Linked DNA regions of Mus musculus: region 1 is linked to region 2. The links are chromatin contacts, called in public HiChIP or PLAC-seq maps. All regions are on one chromosome and are shown on one strand. Each heading gives the region's core, a stretch centred on a gene start, on an enhancer-like site or on the middle of the called end of the contact. The rest is flanking DNA. Distances are from core to core; before and after follow the strand shown. Region 1 overlaps Gm14064 (a long non-coding RNA gene). Region 2 overlaps Slx4ip (SLX4 interacting protein).

Region 1 (6,807 bases), core at 3,090-5,589, 670 kb before region 2:
TGCTGAGTGAGTTTTTAAGAACCAGCCCAGATAAACTAAAGTTGGATTTCCAGAGTAGAACTTTTAACCTTCCATTTTGATAAAGCATATGCAAGAAAAGAGTCGACATGTGTACTTCACACATTTCCTTCTTAATATGTCAGTGAATCCCAGCTTTTTCTTATTGGAGTGTTGTGTGACCTGAGAATCCAGAAGTCATAAAATGTAGCAGGGATGGAATGGAGACCAGTTCTCTCATCTGCCCACTGACAGTTTTTCCATGAGAAGCACCAGGAGGCCAGCAAGAATGGTGGGCATTAACTGAGGGAGTGATATGGAAAAACAACAGCTCTGCACACAAGAGCATTATGTTTGCAAAGAGATTATGGTTGGAGCCAGGAAGCATGTCCCATAAAGAAGCTAAAAAGAAATATATTTAAGTGAATTGCATGAGATTTCTACACAGTAAGCACTGAAAGGAGCAAAAGATAGCAGAGCAGACTACAACCTTCCAGAGGATCAAAGAAAATGGTAGCAAGACTGAGGATCAAAAACTGAAGGGGGAAATAAATAGTCAGGGTGCATGTCTATAAAGAAACAACATGCTTTGTAACATGTGTGAGGTTCTCAGCTCCTAATTCTGCATATTTTAGCTTATTTACTTTCAGAACAGGCCTGTGGGGCAGGAGGTTTAATTCCTGTAGCACAGGTGTCAAATAGCCATACAGTTTGCCTCAACTAAATAACAACTCAGGGCTGGTGGGACAATGGGCAAATTTTTGTTTTGTTGTGTTTGATTAGCATCTCTCATCAGGAAATGTCCAACAGAGGAAAGATGATTCATAGTAGAATCCTGAAGAATCAACGTGGAATCATAGAGGTGTTGCTACTCATAAGGATGCTGTGGGGAAATACAGAGACAAAACACATATCCTAGCTTCCCTTCTGATAAGCCAATTTCAGCTATTTCTGTCATTGTCTGAACCCACTCAAAGTCTAGAAGGAAAATGAATCATACAGCGTATAACAAAATAGGGAAAAAGCAATGCATGCATCTCACAGTGAATAGGAGCTGACTAATGTAGCCACAGATAAAAGATTCACAGTACATTAATTTTGCCAAAATTTGGTCACTTTGTCTGGCCTTACTATCAAGGGAGGCTATGCATCCAGTAAGAGGTACTAAAAGAATAAAAAAGCTATCATGTTGATCTGTGCCACAGGTACTGATGTAGTAGCAACTAGGAGAAATATAGAATTAATGAGAGTAACTCCAGATCACAGGGACAACATACCTGTGCAATACGGCAGGTGGTAAAAAGGCAGCAACAGAGTGCAGGGTGATAGCAAAAGACTTGAAAGGGAGTTCCTTATTTAGAGTGCCACCCTGGGAAGATTTGTGAGGTTTTAAGATTTGTAAAGGATTTTGATAAGCAGTACTCTAGAGTGAAGAATAGACACTCTATTCTTGGTGGAAATGGTGGATGTTGTGGAGAAAAGTAGTGAGACTTTATTCTTAGCTACAGTTTGGACCATAGACAGATTGTGGGAAAGATGGTACCTATATTTTGGGGATATAGCATCAGGCATCATAACGGCACTTTTGGAGGGCCTGACTTGTGTTTCCCAAAAATTCAAATGACAAAGTCTAAGCCCTAGATATTTCTAAATGTGACTCCTTTTAAGACATTAAAGACATGTTTTCATAGACTTGATGTCATTAAGGTGATGCTGTTAGGATAGGCTCTAATGCATTACAACTACTGTCCCTATAAGATGAGATAGCTAGGTGGATAAAGGGTTGCTGTGCAAACTCGAAAGCTACAGTTCACAACCCCAAGTCACGCATGAAAAGGCTGATCCATTAGCATATGTCTGCAATGCCAGAGTTTGGCAGAAGCAGGGTTGAGAAAAGAAGATGATCCAATGTCAGCAGCTCATTGACTACTCAGTCTAGTCAAAACAACAAGCTTAAGGCTTTATAATGAGGTGGAAAGCAAAGGAGGAAGACACTCACGGTTGTCCTCTATCCTCTACATAATGCTTAAGCACATTCACATGTATACACATGTGTCTGCACATGCACATGTGCAAACACTTACACCACATCCCAAAAAAGGAAAAGAAAAATAGAAAAGGAGATGATTACAAGGGTGCACTGAAGGAGGTAGTGTGGCAACACAGGAGAGAAGCAACTATAAGAAAGAAGAGACACATAGCAAGAATCCAGCCATGTTGATATTTGCACCCAGACATCTGGTTCCTAGAATCAAGAAAGCATGCGTTTCCCTGATTTAAGCCACCATGTCTGTAGCACTTTTCAATTTGGCCTTAGCAAACGTACACAATGCATCTGGACTTACTGCTGTATGAGTCTATGTGTAACAATACATTTTCTATTTCTATGAATTTGTGTAGCATGTATCAAAACCACAAATATGTCCCATTTTGAAGCCATTGGAATACACCATTGTGAAAACTAACACAATATTAAGAAATAAAATCTCTTGAAACATTATTACAAGAGTATGTGGATCTAACTTGCCAGGCCACCCATAGGACTAAAGGGCCAGGCTGACATGTCTGCTACCTACTATCACAATGACAAACTACTAGAAATCTTAGCAGATAACCCGCATTCTTTTTTCATTTGTTTGTTTGTTTGTTGTAAAGCTAGACATCAAGAGATTAGTTTTTTCATTTTGGGTAAGGTTTGGCTTATTCTGTTGACTCATTTCTTTGTTGTTTAAGGGTCAGTCAGCTGCAGTCTGGCTGAAGTAGGCTGGCCTTGGCCTTGACTCTGCTCTAATAGACAGAATCTTTTCTGAAACTTGTGAAGGCCAAAGGACAGCAAATACAGATTCCAGAAGTAGAGAGACTCCACAGGTTAATGGGAGAAACTGTAAAGTCATATTACAAAGGCCAAGCAAGCACACAACAAATAATAAATACATAAATAAATATTATTCAGTATCATATTTGTAATCAAGTAAAGATAGGTTACTCTACAAGAAAGAAATCTGACCCAAAATGGCATTTAAAAGAAAATACCCACCAAAATGCCCACTCAGGATAAAATTTCTCCCAAGTTAAAGACACAAATGATAGAGAAGCTCTTGAAGAAGATGCTCAAGATATGACCATTTGACCTAACTTTTCTTCCAAGGTAGAGAACAAGACAGAGAGAGAGAGAGAGAGAGAGAGAGAGAGAGAGAGAGAGGAAAGAGAGAGAGAGAGATGAAGACAGAGATGGAGACAGAGGTAGAGAGACAGAGAAAAACAGAGAGACAGAGAGTCGGAGACACAGAGAGCTGAAGAGACAGAGGCAGAGACAGAGAGAGACACGGAGAGGAATTGAAAGGCCTCTAGCTAGCCCGAGCACGACACACATGACATGAGTCTGGCAGGCCTTGTCCTTCTCCCCCATTTCCTCTGCCTTGCTGAAAACCATTAGATTACATTCCTAAAGCGAGCCCTCAAGGTCTATTCCCTTATTTGGACATTTCCTCCTTTAGAGGCTGACTACCAAGGTCCAGCTATCAAAGTATTCAAATCCAGCAATCAAAAGCCTACCTTGGTTCATCTAATTAACATGCCCAATTAAAATTAAATACCTCATCCTAACACAGGGTTTCTTGTTTTACCTTTAGAAACCACCATTTTCCTAAGAGCCAATTCTTTTTCCTCTCTATCCAGAGACAGTCCTTTGTCCTCCCATTCCCCCCCCCAAGAATTGGTACTCCTGCCCCCTCTCTTTTGTTCCTTTCCCCTTCTCCCTTGTCCTTTATCATCTCTGCTTTTGTCTTCATCCTGTCTTTGTCTCTTATTCTCTGTCCTTTGTCCATCTGGTGCAAATAAATCTACTTTGTGCTTAGAACTTGGTCTCGGGGTCCTGATCTGATACAGATACTTTCAGAAGCAAAGAATGGAAGAATGACGGAGGAAGAAAGAAAGAAAGAAAGAAAGAAAGAAAGAAAGAAAGAAAGAAAGAAAGAAAGAAAGAAAGAGAGAGAGAAAGAAAGAAAGAGAGAGGGGGGAGGGAGGGAGGGAGGGAGAGAGGGAGAGAGAGAGAGAAAGAAAGAAAGAAAGAAAGAAAGAAAGAAAGAAAGAAAGAAAGAAAGAAAGGTGGAAGGAAGGAAGGAAGAAAGAAAGAGAAGAAGAAGAAGAAGACGACGACGACGAAGAAGAAGAAGAAGAAGAAGAAGAAGAAGAAGAAGAAGAAGAAGAAGAAGAAGAAGAAGAGAGAGAATGAGAGAATAAAGAAGAATAGAATAATCGTCTGCTCCTGTGGCTCAGCATTGGGTATAACTGCTCTCTGCTATGAGTCACAGATGACTGAGGGGTCGGTGTAGGGCATGACTCAGGGCCTAAGACAAAGATAGAACTTGATGGAGGTGGCAGGAGGCAGGAGGGCTCAGCAAGTTCAGGCATTATCTCAGCATTCCGGTGAATTCTTCTCTCCTGCAGCTGGAGGAGGCGGATAGAGAGTTCCTGCTGCATCCATAGGAAGAGATCCTACTCAGGCAGGCCTTTGGTCAAGGGCTCAAGTGACTCCAAAAAAGGAGTGGTTGATTCCGAGAGGTTTGTAGATCTGCTTAAGAAAACAAAACAAAACAAAACTGTGTTTCAGCTCCCCTCCCATCAGACTGTGGGCCAGATCAACAGACCATATCACCCTGCCATTGTATGCGGCCCCAGGAGCCAGTTACACAGTCAGTTTGAGAAGTTAATATTTAGAAAGCCTAATGACTCCATATTATTTCCTGTAAGGAAGAAATAATAAGGCAATGTTATCTGGTGTCCCACTCTCACGTAGATTTGCATTTAGCAACAGGGGTTTGAATATTTGTTTGTTTGTTTTTGTAATTATCTTGCTCAATAACAATTCAATAATTGCTAAGACTTGTTTCTGTATTTTGCTTTTTTAGGCAATACTCTTTGATTTTTGACTGCATAGTAACATGCCCAAATATATAAATATTTGTGCATCAAGTTCAAACAACCAGTACATCTCCAAAAAAGAGAACAGAAAAGAAAGAAAGAAAGAAAGAAAGAAAGAAAGAAAGAAAGAAAGAAAGAAAGAAAGAAAGAAAGAGAAAGAAAGAAAGAAAGAAAGGAAGGAAGGAAGGAAGGAAGGAAGGAAGGAAGGAAGGAAGGAAGGAAGGAAGGAAGGAGAAAAGGAGGAAAAAAAGAAAGAAAGAAAATTCTATTACCCTAAAATGACTTAGGAACAGAACTGAATCTTTGCCAAATAAGGTGCCTATTGGCCTTAAGATGCTGAACTTGAAAATGACTGTCTTAGAAACAAAGGCTAAGTGTGGTTGGCTCTCACTCAACGTGGCCACTAACATCCTTAATTACAGGACATGGCATCATTTTGATTCACAGCAGAATAAAAGGCATCTATTTGTATATTTGGAAGTTTGACTGAGGATTTCCTGATGAAGTCATTTCTGCCTTACAACAGCCCTGCTTGTACACTAGAGTTAAAACCAGGTCACCACCATTTCCATGCAAGTGTGAGTGTGTGTGTGTGTGTGTGTGTGTGTGTGTGTGTGTGTGTGTGTGTGTATGTGTGTGTGTACATGCACACTTCATTCCATAGTCTAATTAAGACTTACACATACATAATTTTCTCTAAGATTAATGCTAGTGATAAATCAAAATTTTACCTAAAAAGGAAAACACTTTCAAGTCAATTGTTTCACATCTGGATAGTGAAGAATATAGAATGTATATATTCAAATCTTTTGAGATGTATGCCTCACCCTAAAATGAGTGGATACATCATTTAATGGAGAAAGAGAAACAAGGGAAAGATTGCTCATTGTTATATAAGAGGGATGCCTGTGGCTTCTTACGTATACTTAGGATAGTAATAAATGCGATATAACCTGATTTTAAGTAACACTCTTTTGATTTCCTATGCTTGAGTTCCCCCCAAAGAACGTCAGGATTCTGCCCCTGATATGGGATGGACTCACCTAAGTTCTTGCTGTTCTTCTCTTCTCATTTCTACAGGCTGTGAAGCCAAGGTGTTCCTTTTGCACTGCCTATGTCTCAGAAATGAGGTTTGGCAAGCAGGGAAAGGCATGCCATGGGGTGACACTTGTGTGATACTTTAAATGAATGGTATTTGCAGCACGTCCTTCCTTAAGTAACCCTGGGCCTCCCTCCTTTGGGCCATAGCCATACAACTTCCTCTTTGTCTAAGACCTCAAGTTAGCTTGAAGCAGCAGTGATTGGAAATTCATACACCTGGGAATAGTCCCAGGTAAGTGACCTTTAGGAGCTGTTATGAACAAACCCATGTCCTCTTTGTGCTGGGATAAGCCAGGTTCACTTTCAATAGCAACCGCCAGGAAGTTTAAGTACAGTTGTTTCCACAGTAGCTGCTTTAGTGTCCCTCCCACAAAAACAGCATCCTAAGAAGATGTTTCATACTCTCCTGAGTCACTTTGCCTATACCATATATGTGTTTCTCCTACCATCCTCCCACAGGAAAAAACTATCTAACATAGAAGTATTGTCTTACAGACTGCCTTGAGGGCCCTACTTTTACAAGCAAATTCAGTTAAGACTTCTTGTGTTGCTCAACATTGGAAAATAGTAGGGAGCATCCTCACGTCACACCCTGAATCAGAGTGTATTCTGTAATTTTTTTTTGACTTGTGCCTTGGAGAGTATGCAGCCAATCACAGCAGATGGAGAGTATGCAGCCAATCACAGAAGATGGAGAGTATGCGGCCAATCACAGCAGAGCAGGCTATTCTTTATCTGAAGAAGTACATCCTTCTTAGATGCAGTCCAGCTTGGCCAGCATACTGA
Region 2 (6,673 bases), core at 25-2,524:
CTTTTTGAGATAATGTGACACCCTCTCATAAGGCCAGCAGAGGTTGGACCATGCACAGCTGAGGAGAATAAGACATATGCTAAATATAATTCAACCTACAGTAGTTTATTGCTTGATACTAATTTTTATGTCAATATTATATTCACAAATGAGAAAGTTAGTTTGTTTGTTGTAAACAATAACCTGGCTTAGGAGATGTATTAAACTTAATGTTTAAATGTTGTTGATTTCCAGGACTTCTTAGCAATCCTTCTATATAGTCTGTGTTACAGAGTGGACCTTGCCCTAGTGCCCATATGCGTGTGTGTATATGTATGCGTGTGTGTGTCACTCGCAAGCCTGACACTATTTTCATAGCTCAGCCACAACTCAGATGCAGGAGAAGATGGAAATCCCCAAAAATCTTAGGGTATGAATCTGCTTTTAGGCAGCACTAACACTATGTGTCATTTTCTAATTTCTAATTGGATCTTAGGCTTTGACACATTAAAGTTTTAAAACAAGGAGTGGAAATCTAAATTCTGGGCTTTAGTCTCTAAATTCACAGCTTCTACTCTATGACTGATTTTAGGCAACTAGGACAATCAATAGTGGTGTCAATCTCCCGGACTATAAGCAGCTAGAGGGCAGCAGTATTTTCTTATTTTTGTGTCACTGAAACTCACCAGAGACCCTGGTACAGAGCCAGCACCCAGAACATTCTGTTCAATGTAATGGTCAGATTGAATGGGAACCATGGTCTCCAGAGACTAGGAGAGGCTTGTAACCAACACACAATCAAACAGTAGCTTTGCAATGACCCTGAAATGTCCCAGATATATACAGAGGTCCACAGTTATTTACATAACTTCAATAAAGAAATCAAAGACTCTAGTAAGTAATTTCAGTGTGCTCCAAACAACTGAAAAAGGGCAGTCTCTACACAGGAGACTTATGTTTGGGAAGGGGGTGGTATGAGAGGGGGGGGGAGGAGAGAGAGAGGGGGAGAGAGAGGGGGGGGAGGGAGGGAGGAGAGGAGACACGCCAATTTTGTGGAGTACCTCCAAGTACAGTAAAATCTGACTTGATATTTTATGCTGCTAAGGAAAACGTGAAAAGAGCCAACAAAGGTAAAACCTTCAGAAAGGCTCTGGCTCCACAGCCAGCAGGAGGTCAAATCTGAGGCTACAAGAGTTTTAAGATTTCTTATGAGAAACTCTAGTAAGAAAAATACAGTGACTCATTTCATAATAATGCCCTTGCTTCCCAAAGTACACAGCTCAGTTCCCACATCCCAAGCACATGGACAGGGTGCCGGGCTATTGCAACAGGAGAGCCTTCCTCAACTGTCTGTGCCCACATAGGCAGACAGAGTTGACAAAGTGGGAACAGACTTCACTGGCATGGTGGTAAAGGGACAGCAAGGACTACTTTCACTCTGCTCTGCAGAGGAAGGGTATTTCTCTGCTTCCTTTGTGCTGTGTGATCTGGTATATGTTCTTCAATGCAGCTATCTTGAAGAACTGGGGTGCTAAATACTGCTGCCTTCCTAGTCTGAAGGCTGAAAGAGTCCCCTGGCAAAGCAGTTTTCAATAGATGCTCTCAGATTTCCTATCAAATTCTCACTTAAGACAAAGGTGATCCAGAGAGCATGGGGAACTTAAGGAGAACTCCTTAATGGCTACAGTCCCAATGAGAGGTCCAAGTTGCTCTCAGGTACAAAATCGCCCCACCACCATCACTTCTGTGGATGGCAAAACAGCGGGTTATATAAACAATTATAAGAAAATAACTCTAGTTTATTGCCAATATAGTTACATGGGGAGCCAAGTTCCCAAGCCTTGCCTAGTCAGAAATTCCTTAGAATGATAAGCAGGAGAGAATGAGATGGGCCCTGCGTTTTTGTAAACATCAATGTAAAATGAAAAGAAATTCAAATGCTTGGGGAAGAGACGTTTGGATGTTTGAAGTACATCATGAGAATTAATTTGTTCTTTCTCTGCCAGGAGGCATCAGAGAGGGTGAGGTTGTTTATTGATCTCTAAATAGCTGAGACAGGTGAACTCTGAAGAGGACAGATATCAATGGCAAGAAGACAGTATGACTGGCCTGATGAGGGATTTGCAGGAGGGCCTGGGCATTTCATAGCTTCTAGTGACAACATACTTGAGAAGGTGGTGGGCTGAAGAACCTGAGGAGGGGATGTGCTCAGCTGAAGTTGGAACACTTGTGGCAGTGGAGCTATGGGGGTAGTACTGGCTCTTGTTTTTGTTGCTGGGAAAGTGTGTATGTGACTGGAAAGAAAGACATAACCAAAAAAGAGCCACCAAAACCAACAAAAGAACCATGTGATATAAATAGTATTTTTCTTATAAGTTAATATGGTCAACTTTGATTGTATACCTACTAAAGATCAGAACATGTTAAAGATAAGGAAACCAAAGTCCCCATGTAAAATATCCAGGCTGGTTCAGGATGAAAGTTCTCAATAATCAGGAAGTTCTCTGGCTTACAGGATTTATATCACAGCAGCTACAGAAAACTTACATCTGTACAAATACCAGAGCCCCTAAGGGGATACTGTTTCCTTTGTATTCAGATGCTTTAATTCCTCTTTAACAATTTCAGATATTAAGTATTAACATTACACATCAGCTATAAGATCTGATTTCTCCGGTATCCCATCTGCAAGTAATAGCATTCTGGTAGAGTTAATCATTGTTTTTTTTAAACCACAGATCAATTCTTTCTTGCTCTGAAAAAAATCAGTTAAGAAATATTTATTAAAATATAGCCCAACAAAATTATTTTAGTATTTATTAATCTTCAAAGATAATACAGCATCATGGAAATATTTCAAAGAAGAAACGTTTAATGCTTTTGGCTAGATTTGCTTCACTAATCTTATTTTATGTACATATCTAGAGTGGGTTTGATGGATGAAGAAGAAATAAAAGGGTTGCACTGGCTTTTTTGAAAGGATTCTCTGCTCAAAACAAAGGAACTAAATGCAAGTATGAATTTTCAGCTCTTGACTTCTTCTGGGTCTCTATTGTCTCAGAGGCTCCAAAACACTGTTCTTATGTATTTACTTAAGATGAGATAAGAAACTGATTTTAAACTATGTGAGCCAAATTTCAAATTTCATATGGGTTAAAAAATAATAAACAACAGGGATAATCTAATATCCCTATAAATTATTTTAGAAGCATAATAATCATGTCACACTTAATGGCTGGGTTAATGTCTTCTATATTTTTTTTTCCTGTTCATTGAAGGTTCAAGCTGTAGACCTAAATTTTTTTAAGAGCAAGTTAAATAGACTAAAGTGTGATTGAAGCAAGATACATATACAAATAATAAGGATACTGTTAAGAGTACATGTTAAGCTTAAAAGACACAAATGTAAGATATATTTTTGCGTAGGTTTTCTACAGTTACTTGTCTCAATAGAGAACTCCTGTGAAACAGAACAAGGCCCTGCTAGAACTCAAGCCTAGCATGAGAAAAGAGAGCAAGAGCGAATGAGCTCTATTAGCTAGAAATAATACACTGGGGAGACTCACTAGTTCTCAGAAAAACCATCAGAGATTCACCATGGAATACAAGTCAGAAGTCACTGCCTCCAACGGAAAGTTCCAGTGGAAGCACAGATTTTTCACTTCTCTTCATTTATAATCACAAACACCATCAAGGTTGTCCTGGTATGTTGCTGCCTCATTTAAAGTTGAAGGTGAAAAGATACTTCCTAGCAAACTAAATATTGAAGGTTTTGGAGGGGAAAGAAACAAAAACCCAACACATTAATTAATCAACTCATTAATTGATCAACGTTAGCATGCAAAATGGGAGGCAAGCATCTCTTATCTCTTCAAACAGATGAACTGCTGATAATAAAAGACACCCTGGAACACACACACGCACGCACGCACGCACGCACGCACTCACACCATCCACTACCACCACTACCACTATTACCATGGTCACTCAATATTAAGCAGATTCTCTTACTTACAGAGCTTTTTTCGTACATACCGATTTTTCATTCTGGTTTGCCCAAATATCATGACCAAATGCAAGCTGACTAACACACACCACAAATCTTTCAGGAAATACACGAAGTTCTGTACAACACAAAGAAGATCAAGTTACTAAAAGCATCAACATCATGCAAGAAGACATCACTGCTGACTTTTTGTTAGGGTTATATATACAGCACATGCATGTGAGTGGGATCTCCTTTCCCTTCTTCTCTCTACAAGATTTCCACCACTTGGGCAGAGTGAGTTCTAGGAAGAGCCAAGGGGTTGCAAACTGGTCTGAACATGGAACATCCAGATAGGCTATTATTGTTTTCTGTGTTAGCATGCCCTTTTCTGTTTAGGAGTCCTAGTAGGGAGAAATATTAGTGTTTTTTAGTCAGCATTCAGACTTAAATTAAATTTTTAAAGAAAAAATCAGAAGAATGTGAGATATAAATCTAAAACTGTGACCCATTCATGTATACATTGTCTTCCTAGCTCTTGGGGAGAACTAAAAGGCTAATTCTGCACTATCAAGCTTCTAAGCTGAATTGAGATACGAAAACAACTGTTTCTCTTAGGAATTGGGTAGTCAATTAACAGAATGGTTAAGTATGCAACAGGAGAGATGGCATTAGACCTTGGTCACAGCAATCCACCTCTGCAGATTCTGACAGCAAAGCCATTGACTTCCAAGTGGGACCACAGAATGGAGCACAGAACAAGGATCCTTCAGTCAGTGATGGGAACACAGCATAAGCAGTGCCATCTATATCACTCTTCTTTCACCTGCCTTCTCCGTCCATCTGTACACCTACCAGGCACCATTCAACTGTGGGACCATGTTTAGTGTGATGTGTAACAGATACAAAGACTACCAATCTCCACTAAATGGGGAAGATTCTTCATCTCTTGATACTTGCCACACTGCCTGAATCTTTTTTATATCATACACGTACATTGCTACAAAAACAATCATTGTTCTAAAACAGAAAGATTCATTCTCAGATGTGAGCATGTTTTTAAAAGAGAGGTATAAATCTATTGTGAACCCTTTCAATATTCTGCCCATGAGAGACTGAGTAAGATAGTAACGCAGCTCCATTTGGTTCAACTGTTAGTTAAGCACAAAGGTGTTAATTATGCAAACACACAATATGAACACCGGTAACACCTCACTACCTGCTAGTTCAGAGTGTACCAAAAGACCTAAAAGAGTTAATGTTCCTGGAGTGGTTCTCCCTTGAGCCCTGGGCCTCTGCTGTTTCTTTGGTGACTACTGTACTGAACCACACACCTCCTAACAACAGGTTAGATGTTCCAAGTAAAAGCTTCATCACCTGCCTCATTTTCTTCCCACTACCTAACATGGATGCTCTCCATGACTTCAGCCAACTTGTTGCTCTGGTGTCAGTCAACCGGAGCCTCTCAGAGAAAGGTCTCCTTGCAGGTGAAGTCATGGGTGTATCTAAAGTTTGACCCCACACAGATGTTCCATATGGATGGGGGCCTCTCATGGTTTTTGAAAAAGCTCTAAGAACAAAATTATAAAATTTAATTTTATTAGTATTTATGTATTAGTTGTTGAAATAAATGATTGGGATTAAGTGCTAAGCAGCCCCTGTCCTACTTTATGGAGGGGGAAAAATAAAGCCACAGAACTCAATCTATTTTATATTTCTATTTTTCTTCTCAAAAATAAGAGTGATAGATTATGAATACTTTGATAGTCAAATCAATTTAAAAGTTCCTTTTGTATCACTTTACTTGATTATGTAATAATTGATTTGTGTTACTTTAATATTTAAATAAAAATGTAAACACCACCAATCTCCACCAGAATGTAAAGCTAGATTGCATTGTAACAGATAAAAGGTTAGCTTTTTGAGGTAAACAAATATAAGACCCTATTAAGTGGCTAATATAGGGGCTAGAGAGATGGCTCTGTGGTTAAGAGCACTGGTTGCTCTTCCAGAGGCCCGAGGTTCGATTCCTAGCACCCATCATGGTGGTTCAAGGCCATCTGTAATTCTAGTTCTAGCACATCCATCACTGTCTTCTAGTCTCCAAGGGCACCAAGCACAGATGTGTGACAAATATACATCCATGAAAGCAGACCTCATATATAGAAAAGAAAATATTCTGTTTTTCTTTAAAAATATGGCAATATATCTGATCAACATTTAAGAGTTAAGAAAATACAGATAAGCATGCACATGCTGTGAACAAACTTCCATCAAGGAGGTTTTTCTACGGTTCTGATCTATTCAGACAGACTGGACATTATCTCCTTACTTCACTGTGGTTGATTGCACATGGTATCACTTTCCGTATCAGGACTTGTGCAGGGGAGAGTTGGGAGCTGCCTCATTAAATACTTATGGAAGCTTTGCTGGCTCTGAGCTAGGAAAATGCTTTCTTGGAATTCATTTGCCCCTTTCCAAAGGCTCTGGGGTACACTCACCATGACAAAATGACTCATGCTCACCTGTTCACTGAGTCACTCTGAAATGTCAGGAAAATGCTGTGATACCACGAAAGTGCATTGTGGTCCAGCTCTCTGTTTTCATGGGCAGTAAGCACAATGAATGGAGCAAAGGGGGTCATATACTCTTTGAAATACTAAATGGTGTAGCTACAGAAGCAAAGAGGAATATTTGTTCTCTAATTTT

The links. HiChIP or PLAC-seq counts read pairs in DNA pulled down with a chosen protein or histone mark.
Region 1: a FOXA1 HiChIP or PLAC-seq map of pancreatic cancer cells shows a contact between it and region 2. The contact joins two enhancer-like sites. A contact is called at or near these places in 2 of 484 Hi-C or Micro-C datasets (the HPC-7 cell line and nephron progenitors) and 3 of 115 datasets of contacts at active chromatin or transcription factors (embryonic fibroblasts, hepatocytes and pancreatic cancer cells).

The regions. Positions count from the first base shown.
Region 1 is chr2:137,719,808-137,726,614 of GRCm38.p6, reverse strand. Gm14064 (a long non-coding RNA gene) reads right to left here. Exons shown (of 6, transcript XR_866773.2): 6 at 4,212-4,570. Among named protein-coding and RNA genes, the nearest start is that of Gm14064, 60 kb to the right of the region's middle. Within about 2 kb of position 4,339, at least 48 of the 459 cell types and tissues checked have an H3K27ac peak or open chromatin away from gene starts, as enhancers often do. A contact at or near this core is called in pancreatic cancer cells, where this site is marked.
Region 2 is chr2:137,044,147-137,050,819 of GRCm38.p6, reverse strand. Slx4ip (SLX4 interacting protein) reads right to left here. Exons shown (of 8, transcript NM_028834.3): 6 at 4,015-4,103. Among named protein-coding and RNA genes, the nearest start is that of Jag1, 69 kb to the left of the region's middle. Within about 2 kb of position 1,274, at least 64 of the 459 cell types and tissues checked have an H3K27ac peak or open chromatin away from gene starts, as enhancers often do. A contact at or near this core is called in pancreatic cancer cells, where this site is marked.